Linked DNA regions of Mus musculus: region 2 is linked to region 1. Evidence: chromatin contacts called from public Micro-C data. All regions are on one chromosome and are shown on one strand. Each heading gives the region's core, a stretch centred on a gene start, on an enhancer-like site or on the middle of the called end of the contact. The rest is flanking DNA. Distances are from core to core; before and after follow the strand shown.

What was found. A called contact is a pair of places that touch in the nucleus more often than the background predicts.
Region 2: a contact with region 1 is called in a Micro-C map of embryonic stem cells, with 6 times the contacts expected there. The contact joins the promoter of Unc80 here to the promoter of Kansl1l in region 1. A contact is called at or near these places in 3 of 39 promoter capture datasets (cranial neural crest, embryonic stem cells and hippocampal neurons), 3 of 484 Hi-C or Micro-C datasets (all in embryonic stem cells) and 1 of 115 datasets of contacts at active chromatin or transcription factors (embryonic stem cells).

What each region holds. Positions count from the first base shown.
Region 1 is chr1:66,814,538-66,820,737 of GRCm38.p6, reverse strand. It overlaps Kansl1l (KAT8 regulatory NSL complex subunit 1-like), which reads left to right and starts at 3,143. Exons shown (of 15, transcript NM_001122738.1): 1 at 3,143-3,364.
Region 2 is chr1:66,465,106-66,471,305 of GRCm38.p6, reverse strand. Unc80 (unc-80, NALCN activator) reads right to left here and starts at 3,372. Exons shown (of 65, transcript NM_001368824.1): 1 at 2,768-3,372; 2 at 1,794-1,842. The coding sequence starts at 2,859.

The sequences.
Region 1 (6,200 bases), core at 1,894-4,393:
TTAAAAAGTCAAAACAAAGCCTCCAGGAAATGAATAGAGGGCTGCAGAATGCAAGAATGAAACGTTCTTCCATTCAACCTTTGTTGGGAACCATGCCCTAAGCTCCTGGGATTGTGCTTCCATTCAGCATTGAGCAGAATGGCCTGAGCTCATGGAACTTATTAATATTCTAGACCAGGGAGAGGAAAAATAAAAATCTGTGTTATGCTGGATGGTGAAGTACTGGGAAGAAATGTGGACAGGAGGGGAACACAAAAGGCTATGTTTGTAATCCACTCTTGGCGGAGAGCTGCTTGAAGCCAGCGCTGATCTTTATCTCTCGCATTTATCACGGTGTCAGCTGGATCCTAAGTGCGGCAGCAGTGTTTCCTGACTGGAAGAAGTGACTGAGTGGATGCCAGTGCCGGCTTTATCTCATGAAATCATGGCAATACTGCTTACCTGGGTGCTTTCACGGGCTCCCAGTCAGGTCATAATTATGTCAGCAAGAACTGTGCCCTTCTCTTCTCCTTGCTGTTGCTGGATTTTTACACCTTTCTCTTCTCCCTCTCCTTAACCAATAATATATTTTTTTCTTGGAAACCAGCTTTCTTTTAATGTATCTTTAAAATAATAGATACTTGATTTTTAAGAATACATGAATCCTTTCAGTATTGTGCTAAGTAAAATAGGAAAACATTTGACAAGTGTCTTATAATATCAATTTTTAGAATTTAAGGTATTCTAAGGTCACTTGGAAAACTGGCATGCTTATATTACATGGAGCAGAAAACATGACTTAGAATCCTGTTCAGTGTCAAGGAACAATGTGCTTAGTGTGTAATTAAGTGAGTTAAAATAACCTCTGTGCAGTGCCATTTCATACATATGAACTACAGCAGGTTACAGAAATCACTGAGTTTTCTTCCTTGTGCTTTTTACAAAATAAATTTCCAGCTTGTGGTATTACACATTCTTTTCTTATTACTTTTCCTTATTACTTTTGAAGTATCATGAAATTGAATGTAAAAGGAAAAGGAAAGTGTTACATACATGATGGTTTCATATTTTGCTATATCTATGTAAGGTCTACATAGTCTGGCAGACTGAGGCTAGCTATAAGATGCAAGGATTACCCCAGTGTTGGAAAACAACCTATTTCCTACCGTGTTTGATGAACAAATGAGATACTACAGTTAAAAGCTTGTTGTAGATTTCTATGAATTTTGCAAAGTTTACTATGCTTTGCAAATATAAGCACCCTGCTGCTCTGTCCCCCTTATGAGTATAAATATCACCACAAAATATGTTTTCAGTACACATTTGGTTAACTTACAAGGATTTTGCTTTGGTAATAAGCAATTACTTCACAGGGACAAAGTAACCTTTTTTTTTTTGTTTTTGTTTTGTTTTTTTGGAGACAGGGTTTCTCTGTATGTATAGCCCTGGCTGTCCTGGAACTCACTTTGTAGACTAGGCAGGCCTCGAACTCAGAAATCCACCTGCCTCTGCCTCCCAGGTGCTGGCATTAAAGGCGTGCACCACCACACCTGGCTTGACAAAGTAACCTGTAGGCTCCATAATTACCCCAGCTTTAAATTTGAATTCCTTGTCAGTCATTACTCTGCTAGATACTGAGTGTAGGGCCTCCTTCACCCATGCTAGGCAAGCGCCCTCTCTTGTCTATGATTTAACAATGTAAGAGACAGTGTTGTTTTCTGCTCCAATAGTTGGATGCATATCATCTCCACCTAAGGGTACTGCTTTCTAAGTTATTCATGCCTTCCTCCCATTTTTTTTTTTTTTGTGAAGCCTTTAAAATGAATGCCCAGGTGAATACAGGATCTTAGAACTGCTTGATCACCGTTGACTTCTCAAACGGCTATACATCCACTGTGCAGTTTTGTTTTGGGTTTAGACACAGTCTCAGTATGTCGCTATGATTATCCTGGACCTAACCACTAGACTAGGCTGGCCCACCTGTGCCTGGGATTAAAGGTTTGTACCATCACTCCAGACCCTACCACATTCTTTAAGTGTTTTACCCATCCCTTTAAATATGACAAATATCCAGTGTTTACTTTTTCCTCCAACACACTGTTAGTCCATGATTTTTAATTGAATGAAGGCAAATCTATTTTCTGGACTGCCCATCCTTGACCCATATTGAGCAATTATTGTTCTGAGTAATTTTTATAACCATTTTCCCTACTGTAGGCAGTTTATCATAAAAATTATTTCAGCTATTTATTCATGTACTAGAAAAAGAAAGAACAGTTAATTTTCCAACTCTGGTAATGTCTTAAGTATTGCTTCTTTATGACTTCAATTCTATACACTCCTGCCTGTAAGCCCTTCCAAATAAATAAGGTAGAAGTGATATATCGATCTAAAAATTCTAGTGCCTTTTCACTTCCTACAGCATTCTAGTGAAAATCTGCTTAGCAAAGCGTCTAATCTATTATCTAAGGAGCTATATTTAGGCTATCGTTTTTTTCTCAAGCATCAAGTTCAAGCCTGGGGAAATGCCCGGGTGCGTTTAACGGTGGTGAGCTGCGAGCTGCGAGCTGGGCCAGGTGCAAGACTCGCTCGCAGAGATGTTTCTGTCTCTAGCCAACTGTTTCCATTAAAATCCCGCTGGTCTGCGCTACCTCAGAGTTAACTGCAGAGCTCCTTAATCATAAGCTAACTCAAATGTATCCATGGCAGGTCTGCCACCTATTTTAAGGTCCTCAGAGGTCCGACAGAGCATGACTCGGGATCGAGCCTCTGGGACCCATAGAAGCAAAAGGTTGGAGCGTTGAGGGCTGCTTAACCCTCGGCCTGGCCAGGACGGCCCTGCCCGCCCGGAGTTTCCAGGTCTTATTTTCCTGTAACAGACCTAAAGAAACCGCAGCGCCCCGCAGCACGGCCGGCGGGGTGACTTTTGCGGGCTGGCACCGGGGTGGAGAGAGCGCGGGACAACGGCGGCGCGGAACGCACTGGGAGCCGGCAGAGTTCGGCCACCGCGCTCAGGCTGCTTTCAGAACGCTCCCAGCGGCTTCCGCGGGCCCCGCCCCCGCCGGGGTTTCCCCGCCGCCCGTCTCATTTGCATGGCGCGCCCCTCCCCCGCTGCCATTGGCCGGCGCCGGGCCCCGCCCTCCCCCACTCCCCTCCCTCCGCCGTAGGGTTCCGTCCCCCGAGCGCCCGGAGCTGCGGGCAGCGGGCGGACTGTTAAACCGCGGCGGCGGCGTCAGCCGGGGCGGGAGCGGGGCGCGCTCTGGAGACGAGTCGGCGGCGCCCCGGGTGGGGGGAGGCGGGCGGACAGCTAGAGATCGCCTCGGCGGCCCCCACCACGGCCGGACCGAAGGTGCGGCGGCGGAGGGCAGCCAGGGCGCCCCAGCAGGCGAGTGGCCGGCGTCGCAGCGGCGGGCTGAGGGGGGTGGGTCTCCTCGGCGGGGGACGGCGGCGGCGCGGGGCGGGAAAGAGCGGAGAAGACCGCCGGGTGGACTCGCGGGCTCGGCGTCCGCCGGGCAGCCCCCTTTGCACCCCGAACCCTGCTTGCCGTTGGACTGCGGGCCCCGGCACAAGACCGTGCTTTGGGGCAGGGGTCGGACCGCAGCCAAATTTAAACGGCTAAACCTAACAGCCTTGGCAGACACGGCGGGGAGGGGAGGGCGGGGCAGGGGGCGGGCCTGGATTCGAGTCACGTGGGGATGGGGCGGGGCTTGGCAGGCCTCCCTTTTGTTTTGGCTGGCGCGTGCGCAGAAGGCGGAACACGTGGTTTTTCTTGGGCACGCCCTCTCCCTCCCCCCCCCCCCGCCCCCCGCAAGGCTGGAGCAGCGGCGCCTGTCCTGGGGGTGTGGGGCGCTCTGTGGGAAGCTTTCCGTAACGCTGAGCTTGGCTGGCCAGCGGCGACATTAATTTCTTCTTATTTGGGGCCGTTATGGATTTGGCCTTTAGAATTGTTTGGGGTGGAAGGGAGTGTTGTGGTTTATTGAAAGGTAACCGGTCCGAGTTGGTGTTGCTGCTTGTGCCCAAGAGGGGAGAGGGCTAGCTTTAAAAAAAGAAACAGCGTTTGGTAAGGAGAAATAAATGCAGGACGGTGTTGTGTGGTCCCAAATCGGGGAAGGAGCTGTTGGGATCTGCCTTGCGAGGAGCGGGCGCTGCGTGGGCGTCCTCGGTACCCCCGCAGAAGGCGCGGTGGCGGTTCCCTGTCCTCGCTGTTCCCATCGCGGGTTCCCGGGAGACTGGAGTTGTGGGAGTCACCTTCTGGCTTTGATTCCCCCAGCTTGGACGCAGAATGTGCCGGAGAGACTAAGAAAGATTGGCCGCCGCCGCCGCCTTTAATAGTTTAACTTTGTGTTTGTAGAAAGGTTTTTAAATCCTGATTGGATAGGGCAAGTTTGATAGCAACATAACTTCCCCGAAACTGTTCCTGAGCACAGCTGGCAAAACAGGCAGGATTTGAGGGTAGAAGTAGTTCTAAAAATAATTCGACAGTGGAGGGGGAAAAGCGCAGGTGTGGAACGCAGACTGTTTAGTAATGCCGGGGGTTGATTTCTGCGGTTTCCAGAGAGCTAACTAGCCGTTTCCTTGGGCAAGTCACAGCCTTGCTGATACATCTGTTTCCTCTGGAAAACCGTTTCGTAATACAGTTCCTGCCTTAAAAGAGTGTAATGAAGATCACGTGCCTTGTGTTAGTGAGCATAAATCACCACGTAATGTGGTGGTGTAACATAACGTCAGTTTTTAACAAAGCTAGCATATTTTTGGAATTTTAAGAATAAGCCGTGAAGTAAGATATTTGATTTTCGCCAGATCTGTTGCACTTTTTGTGTTGTTTCTGGCCATGTAACCAGGCTGGCCTCCGGACTTGCTGTGTAATCCAGGTCCCCTTTAGAGCTGACCTAGGAACGTGTGCCTAACTGCTGTAACTTTAAGTTTCTCTTCACGGTTTGAAAGATCACTGTCAAGGTCTGCTATCACTTCTTATCTATGTATAATTTTCCCTAAAACTGGAGAGCATGCGTTTTCAGTTAATTTAAAAGTAGAAATATTAAATATTCTCTGAAAAACGATTTTAATAACTGCTTAACATTTTCATCATTTGAGTATATTTTTAGTTTTTCCTATTGGCAGATGTTTGGGGTTTTTCTAATATTTTGTGTAAATTATTACACAAGTCTTTGAAATAGTATACTCCCCTTTCCCCATTAGATTTATAGGAGTCTGAGCCGGTTTTTAAAGTTTTTATGCTCTTGTGACACCCCAATTTTGAGCATGTATTAATTTACTCATAGAGGTATAAATGTGTCTCCTGCCATAGCCTAGTTCATCACCCAGGATTGGCTATATGGGGAAAACCTTGTTGTCCACTCCCACTCCCACACTGACCTGTATGTGGTATCTGGTGCATTTCCTAACTTACTGTTAGGTATTTGAGAGAAAACTTCATATTCACATGAGTATAGCAAATAGTGGATGTCTAGTAAAGACTTGCCGATTGGCTGCAAATATTTAAACTTTTTTTTTTAAACCGGTGAGCCGTCAGGAAATTGTCTTTTCCTTTTTTGTCTTAAGAGTACAGAGTTGCTAATGTAGTAACTGATTGAGCTGTTTGAGTACTTGTTCCATACGGCTAGGCCTCACTAGTCTTTATAGTTTTCTATTAAATGTTCCAGTAACTTGCCATTGATAAGCATGGCATATCCAAAATGTTGGTCTGCTTTTCCTGCGTGTATCCTTACACGTGGATATCCTTGACTCACTCACCACGCTTCCAAGGTGCTACTGTGAACATTTCATCCTGATCATCGTTATTTCTCCCATAGACTCTGTGCTACACAAACAGGAAGGCAGTGTCTACGGTTCTGTGCTTTGTTCCCGACTGTTCACAGCCCAAGAGTTACTGCCCATGGCATTCCTGCTGCTGGTCGCCTATTCTTTCATGTAAACCTTACATGCAGCAAGCCATTCATGCTGTCATGATGTCTTCTTGGGTTTACACATATCTTGTTCCTTCCCATATAAGTCTGTGTTTGCTATATGAGGTGTCAGGTGAAGAAGTAGAAAGTTGTTTCCTTTAGGTTTAGGGCTGTCTTTAAGGTTGGTGTTGATCTGGCTTATCAAATTGTTACAGCAAAGAGTGAGGCTGTTGTGTAGTGCAAAATGACAGTGGGATATTAGCAGTTTATGACTAATGTGTGTTATGTCTTCTATCTGTTCTTAAAGCCTTTATT
Region 2 (6,200 bases), core at 2,123-4,622, 350 kb after region 1:
TCCTTGTCAAGAGTAAAGAAAACTCCAAGAAACAGTTTGACCTATACACGTTTTGCTTTGTTTTGTTTTTCAGTACTGACCAGCTATTAGAACAAAGTCAATACATATGACACGTGTGCAATCGTCTTGTAGAGGGCTCTACCATAAACCCTGCATATTCTAAGGTACTCGTAACTATTAAGCTATTTGGCAAACTTGAATTGTTACAGGCATTATCTAAGAGAACTATTTCTTTTCTTACTTAAAAAGAAAAAGCAAAACAACAACAACAACAACAACAAAATCCTAAGTTTTATAAATTGATAGGTACACAGATATGTCAAAGAGGATGAATTGCTCAATCTCATAATCTCAAGGAACTGGGTAGTTAGTGCAATTTCTTCTTACATGTTGCTAATGTAACCTTTAATAGCTTAAGAAACTCCAGAGTTCTGTCCTTTATTGATATCAATTTTCCCCATCCCCTATTTATCTGCTTATCCATGTGTGAAACATAGCTACTTGGTATTTTGTGAGCACTTTAAAAACATCAGATAGCTCTTTACCATGAACAGAGAAAAGTCTTGGCTATTTTAAGCTGAGTAAGTATCAGCATGCTTTAAGGACGGGCTTAAGGTGTTAAGTTATTGTAATAACTCCGACACAAGAAATTCCACTGACAATACTGACAAGAAAGACATGTTTGAGAGTATCCTTGTGACAGCTCAATAAAGCCAATGCCTCCATGTTCCTGTGCATGTGTGCACATGTGCTTAACTCTCCAGTTGATTTGTACCATGGTTTGTAGATCTGATACTTCAGAAGTCCATACTAGAGTATCATCCACACAGCTTCTTACAAATACGTTTGGCAGCTTAGAAATGGACAGCTTTACACTTTCCCACTATACTAAATAGGATCCAAAGCCATCTGTGGGTCTGTTAAAATCCATTTCACTCTTGCGTCATGATTTCATGTCTTATTTTCTCAGTTTGCAAAATAGATCTTATATGGCTATGGGATTCCTTTCCAACCTCAGGACGAGTTCACTTCACTCTGTATTAATACCGATAGCGTTATTTTCATAAAGATTTAGATCATTCACTTTCAACTTTCAGAACTGCAGAATGTATGAAAGACATAAGAGTACAGAATTGGTTATTAAGTTATTTAAGTACTCCACAGTCATTCACTGCATGAATAACCAGCACATAATTGTCCCTGTTTTGTTGACTAACTATTTGATTTTTAATCTTCCCTAAAAGGCCCTCCTGAGCCTAGTTCTTCTCTCTCCACCTTCTCTTCTACTGCTCCATCAATAACTCCCATTACACTGGCTTATTCACACTTGATTCACACTTATTCACATTTGATGCTAAGGTCCTTTGTGGTTTCCTTGGCTCTCCTCTCAATATGGGATGTCTTCCTGTACACCTTGTGTCTTTGCCCATGCATCACATTAACAATTAAGCCTTATCTAATCATTGTCTATGAAATAACCCCCTTACCACATCTCTTCTGATATACTTTGTTACTTTTCTCCACAGTGTGTCTCACCATCTATCTTATTAAGTATTTTATGTATCTAGTCGTCTGTGTTCTTTCTGCCTCCTGCTAGTGTGTAAACTCTGGGCTTTGTTTATGTCTTTGCCCTACCCCAACAGGATGGAACTATGTCTGGTACATGGTAAATGCTCACTGATATTTGTCAGTTGAAGTAACTTTTGGCGTTAATAGGATTCAGTCTTTCCTCGGGGTAAATTATCATACAGAGAGAATATGGAAATAATCATTAAATGGTGAGAATCACATACCACACAAGAGGCTTCATATTGCTTCCCCAGTTTAGGCCTCAAAAATGCACTGAAAAATTAGTAAAGGTTTTTGTTATAAACATGAGCAAAACTATTTTTAAGGCATCTCTATGACATATTTTTCAATGACTAGGGCATGGCGGTATGAAACTCAGACTTCATGCTTCTGTATCGCTTGTTGATGAGCAGATATTGGATAGCTGACAACATTTGCTATTACACATTAATTACACACACGAAAAAGACTTTGCTCTTCATAATTTCCCATGCCGCTCTTATTTTGAAGACTTTTTTCTTAACTATTAAAATTCTAAATCGTCCATGGTCAGAATTGGTGCATTCCCCGTGCATGCAGTTATCTTTCAAACTGAAAAATGAGCTCGGATGTGGGTCATAATTCCCAGCGTCTTATTTTTATATGTACTCAATTTCTAAAATAACGAGAAAGCCCTTTACTGTTTATTGGCCGGGGTGTCAGGCCTGGCCAGGTGAAAGAAATCTATCAAAAATCATTTTGCCCAGGGGCTTTAACCATGAAGACGAGGCTGGCTGTATCCAAGCAAACATGGTTAACAAGTGGGCACAGCAGACATGCCAAACAAGCTAGAAAACAACAGGTCACCAGGCAAGGATTACAGCAGGAGATGGAGGGGGAATTGGAGGCGCAAGCTGGTTCAGTCCCAATTACCTTCCTAGCTCCCCGCCCCCTCTGCCCAGGCTCTCTGCCCTCCCATCCCTACCTCCTCAATAATGTATATATTTATTAGAAAACTGACAATCTGCTTGTTGTCAAACTTCAGTGAGATCTATCTATATTTTTTCATGCGTGCTTTTAAGTGGGTGCAGAGGGCTGTCTTTCCACCCTAGAGACGTTGCTAGCTGCAGGCTGCGGCACGGCCTCAGTGGCGGGGTTGGTTGCGGTGGCGACGACCCGGCGACCCCCCGAGCGCCACCTCTTGCCCCGCGCCCCTCACCTGGTTTGCCGCCACAGGAAGGTCTGGATGGGCAGAGGGATGCCGCGGCCGCCGTCCTGCTCCTGGCCCTCGGAGCTCTTCCTCTTCACCATGATGGTGGCTCCCGGGAGTCCTACCGCAGAACCCAGCGCGGGTTCCTCGCCGGCCGCCGCCGCCTCCTCGTCGCGCTGCTCCCCCCAGCTCTCATCCCCTCCTTCCCCGAGGCAGAGGCGGCTCTCCTCGCCGCCGGCCCCCGGCTCTCGCCCCTTCCCCCAGCCCTCCCCGCGCGCGGAACATGGCTGATGGAGGAGGGGAGGGCCGGAGGAGCGGCGCGGCGCGGAGGGGGGCGCTCGGAGCAGACGGCCGGCCCGCCGCCCCCGCGCCCTGCTTTCAGCACCTCCCACTGTGGACAGCGGCCCGCGCGGGGCAGCCCAGCCGCGGAGCAGAGCCGGGGGCCGGGGCTGCAGCTGCGGGGTGGCCGCGGGAGTCCACGCTCCGCATGGCACGGGCACGCCGGTCCCCCACGCGGCCTCTTCGGCACCCAGGGTTCTGCTTGCTCCTCTCGGAGTGCACCCCAGCAGTGTCCCCTGTCCTGCTTCCCAACCTCTGCGTCCGAAGGAAGGACTGTCGACCTCTGGGGAGGAGGAGCTTTGGAGAGCCGCAGAGCTCTGGCATCATTCGCACCTCTTGCAAAGAGGTCAGCAGTCCATCTCGGGTTTAGCAAGAAGGCAGGGGGGAATTGCTAGAAAATGAAATCAGGGCAGGAGGCTGGCTTGGCAAGTGGGAGGAAACTGAGAAGTTTTCCTATGTGAGAATTTGTTTTTACTGATAACTGCGAAGAAGTCTCCCGGGCTTGATTTACTAAAGCAGGGTGGGACAAACTACCCAGCTGTGGGTTTCCGCTAGTTGCAAACTGGGAGGCAACGTTTGAATCACACGAAGCATTATTTTTATAGGTCGTTAAATGCACTTTGGTGATCTTGTTCTCACTGCTGCCATGTTCCTTCCGTGTATAAACGTCCGCGTAATTTATAGCTGTATTCCTTTAACAAGTATTATCTAACATTGAGGCAAGTGGGGGTGAGGTGAGGTTGGATGACGCAGCCCGACTTCAAAACCAATGCTGTAGACTTATCTATTTGCAAACATTCAAAACAAAAGAAAACAAACAACATACAACAACAACAAAACATAGCAAACATGTTATTTAAACGGAGATGAGTGTACAACTTGAAATGACAAGTCAGATCTTCGGCCTTTATCTTAGGAGCTAGGACATGACATCCTCTGTTAACAACTCGCATAACCCACATGGAGAAAACTATGATACATAGTGATCTTAAGGACCCAGAAATAAACTTTTTATTTACCTTCTTGAAGGTAAATAAGGATCTAAAAAATAAGTATTTTACTTTAGATAGTGTCTTGCTAGGGAGCCCAAGCTTCCCTCAAACAATCACCTACCTCCCATCTCATTTGTCCTAGTGCCAGGATTGGAGAGATGCACACCCAGCAAAATATAGATCTTAAAACATACTAAGATAGAAACCAGATAAAGTGTGTTTGATGGATATTTATTAAGTGTATTTATGCCAGGAACTGTATTTATGTTGATTCCTGTTCACAAAAGGCTCCCAGTGTTTAAGGGAAGACAGCCATATGCAGAGAAGAGTTTATAGCAAACATGAGCATAAGTTCAGTTGTGAGCAGACAAGGAAGAAGATACAGGCAGGTATCGGTTGTTGGAAAGGAACCTTCCTGCCAGTGAAATGAAATCGTGAAATGAAATCGTCCTTTCCTTTTTGTGTGGTTGATGTGAAAAGGGTAAACAGGGGAACTAGAAAAGTGTGCTTTGATAGCCCAAGTCAATGTCGTGATACAAAATTACAAGCTAGACATAATAGGACGTGATAGACAAGTGGGTATGGGGTGGGGGTGGGGGACCAGCAGAGGCAAAGTACTTAAGGTTTGAACTAGATGGTTTGGGCTCTAACCCACTGTGTGCTAGATATATACCCTTTGGAAAGAAAAAGCTTTGCCAAGGCCTCTAATGATGACAAGATGCTAATAGTCTATTGACTATTCTGCCATCAGAAAATACCAACCAAATCTTCAAGTTTTGACAATTAAATAGATAGTGATTTCGTTTAAAAAGAAGAAAAGAATATGCAAGGAAGGGCATGTGCCTGAGTATGTGGTGGTGACTGTGGGGATGTTAACAAGTTATTCTGGGTTCTTCATTGTAAATTCCAACGACCATCACGAGGAGTCAGCTACACAGGTACATGTGGACTTCAGACGACACAGTAGGAAGACCGATTTTGTGGTTTATATTATATAGAATGTCACTGAAACTTGATAGTAGATGAGATTCAGGTTAATATGCAGGAGATAAAAGATGAACTTGATTTGGAAATATAGGAGATATCAGCTTTAGTATATGATCAGAAAGGACACTGTCAAAAGGAGACAGCTTAGGCTAAAATAATGTCCACTAGTAGAATTCGAAAGAAGTCTCAAAGACTCCCATTCTTTTCTGTTCCCACATATTTTCTCCTAGAACCTCAATGAAACTCTACTTTGAATGATGCTATGAAATGGTTTATACAAACCTTCTGTGTTTAACAATATTAATAGGCTTTGTGTTTTAGATAAGTTTCAAGCTAATAATTAATAATAATAATAAAAAAGAACAGACACTGCCAAGTTCCCATATTCTCCTTTGCCCTCCACTCACAGCTTTTTTTCCATTATTAAAATGTTACATTATTATGAATAAGGCTGCTATGAACATAGTGGAGCAGGAGTTCTTATTACCAGTTGGAACTTCTTCTGGGTATATGCCCAGGAGAGGTATTGCTGGATCTTCCGGTAGTATTGTGTCCAATTTTCTGAGGAACCTCCAGACTGACTTCCAGAGTGGTTGTACAAGCTTGCAATCCCACCAGCAATGGAGGAGTGTTCCTTTTTCTCCACATCCTCGCCTGCATCTGCTGTCACCTGAATTTTTGATCTTAGCCATTCTGACTGGTGTGAGGTGGAATCTCAGGGTTGTTTTGATTTGCATTTCCCTGATGATTAAGGATGTTGAACATTTTTTCAGGTGCTTCTCAGCCATTCGATATTCCTCAGTAGAGACTTATTTATAATAGCCAGAAGCTGGAAAGAACCCAGATGTCCCTCAACAGAAGAATGGATACAGAAAATATGGTACATTTACACAATGGAGTACTACGCAACAGTTAAAAACAATGGATTTATGAAATCCTTGGACAAATGGAGGTACCTGGAGGATATCATCCTTAGTGAGGTAACCCAATCACAAAAGAAGTCATTAGATATGCATTCACTGATAAGTGGATATTAGCCCAGAAACATAGAACACCCAAGATACAATTTACAAAACACAAGAAAATCAAGAAGAGGTAAGACCAATGGGTGGATACATCATTCC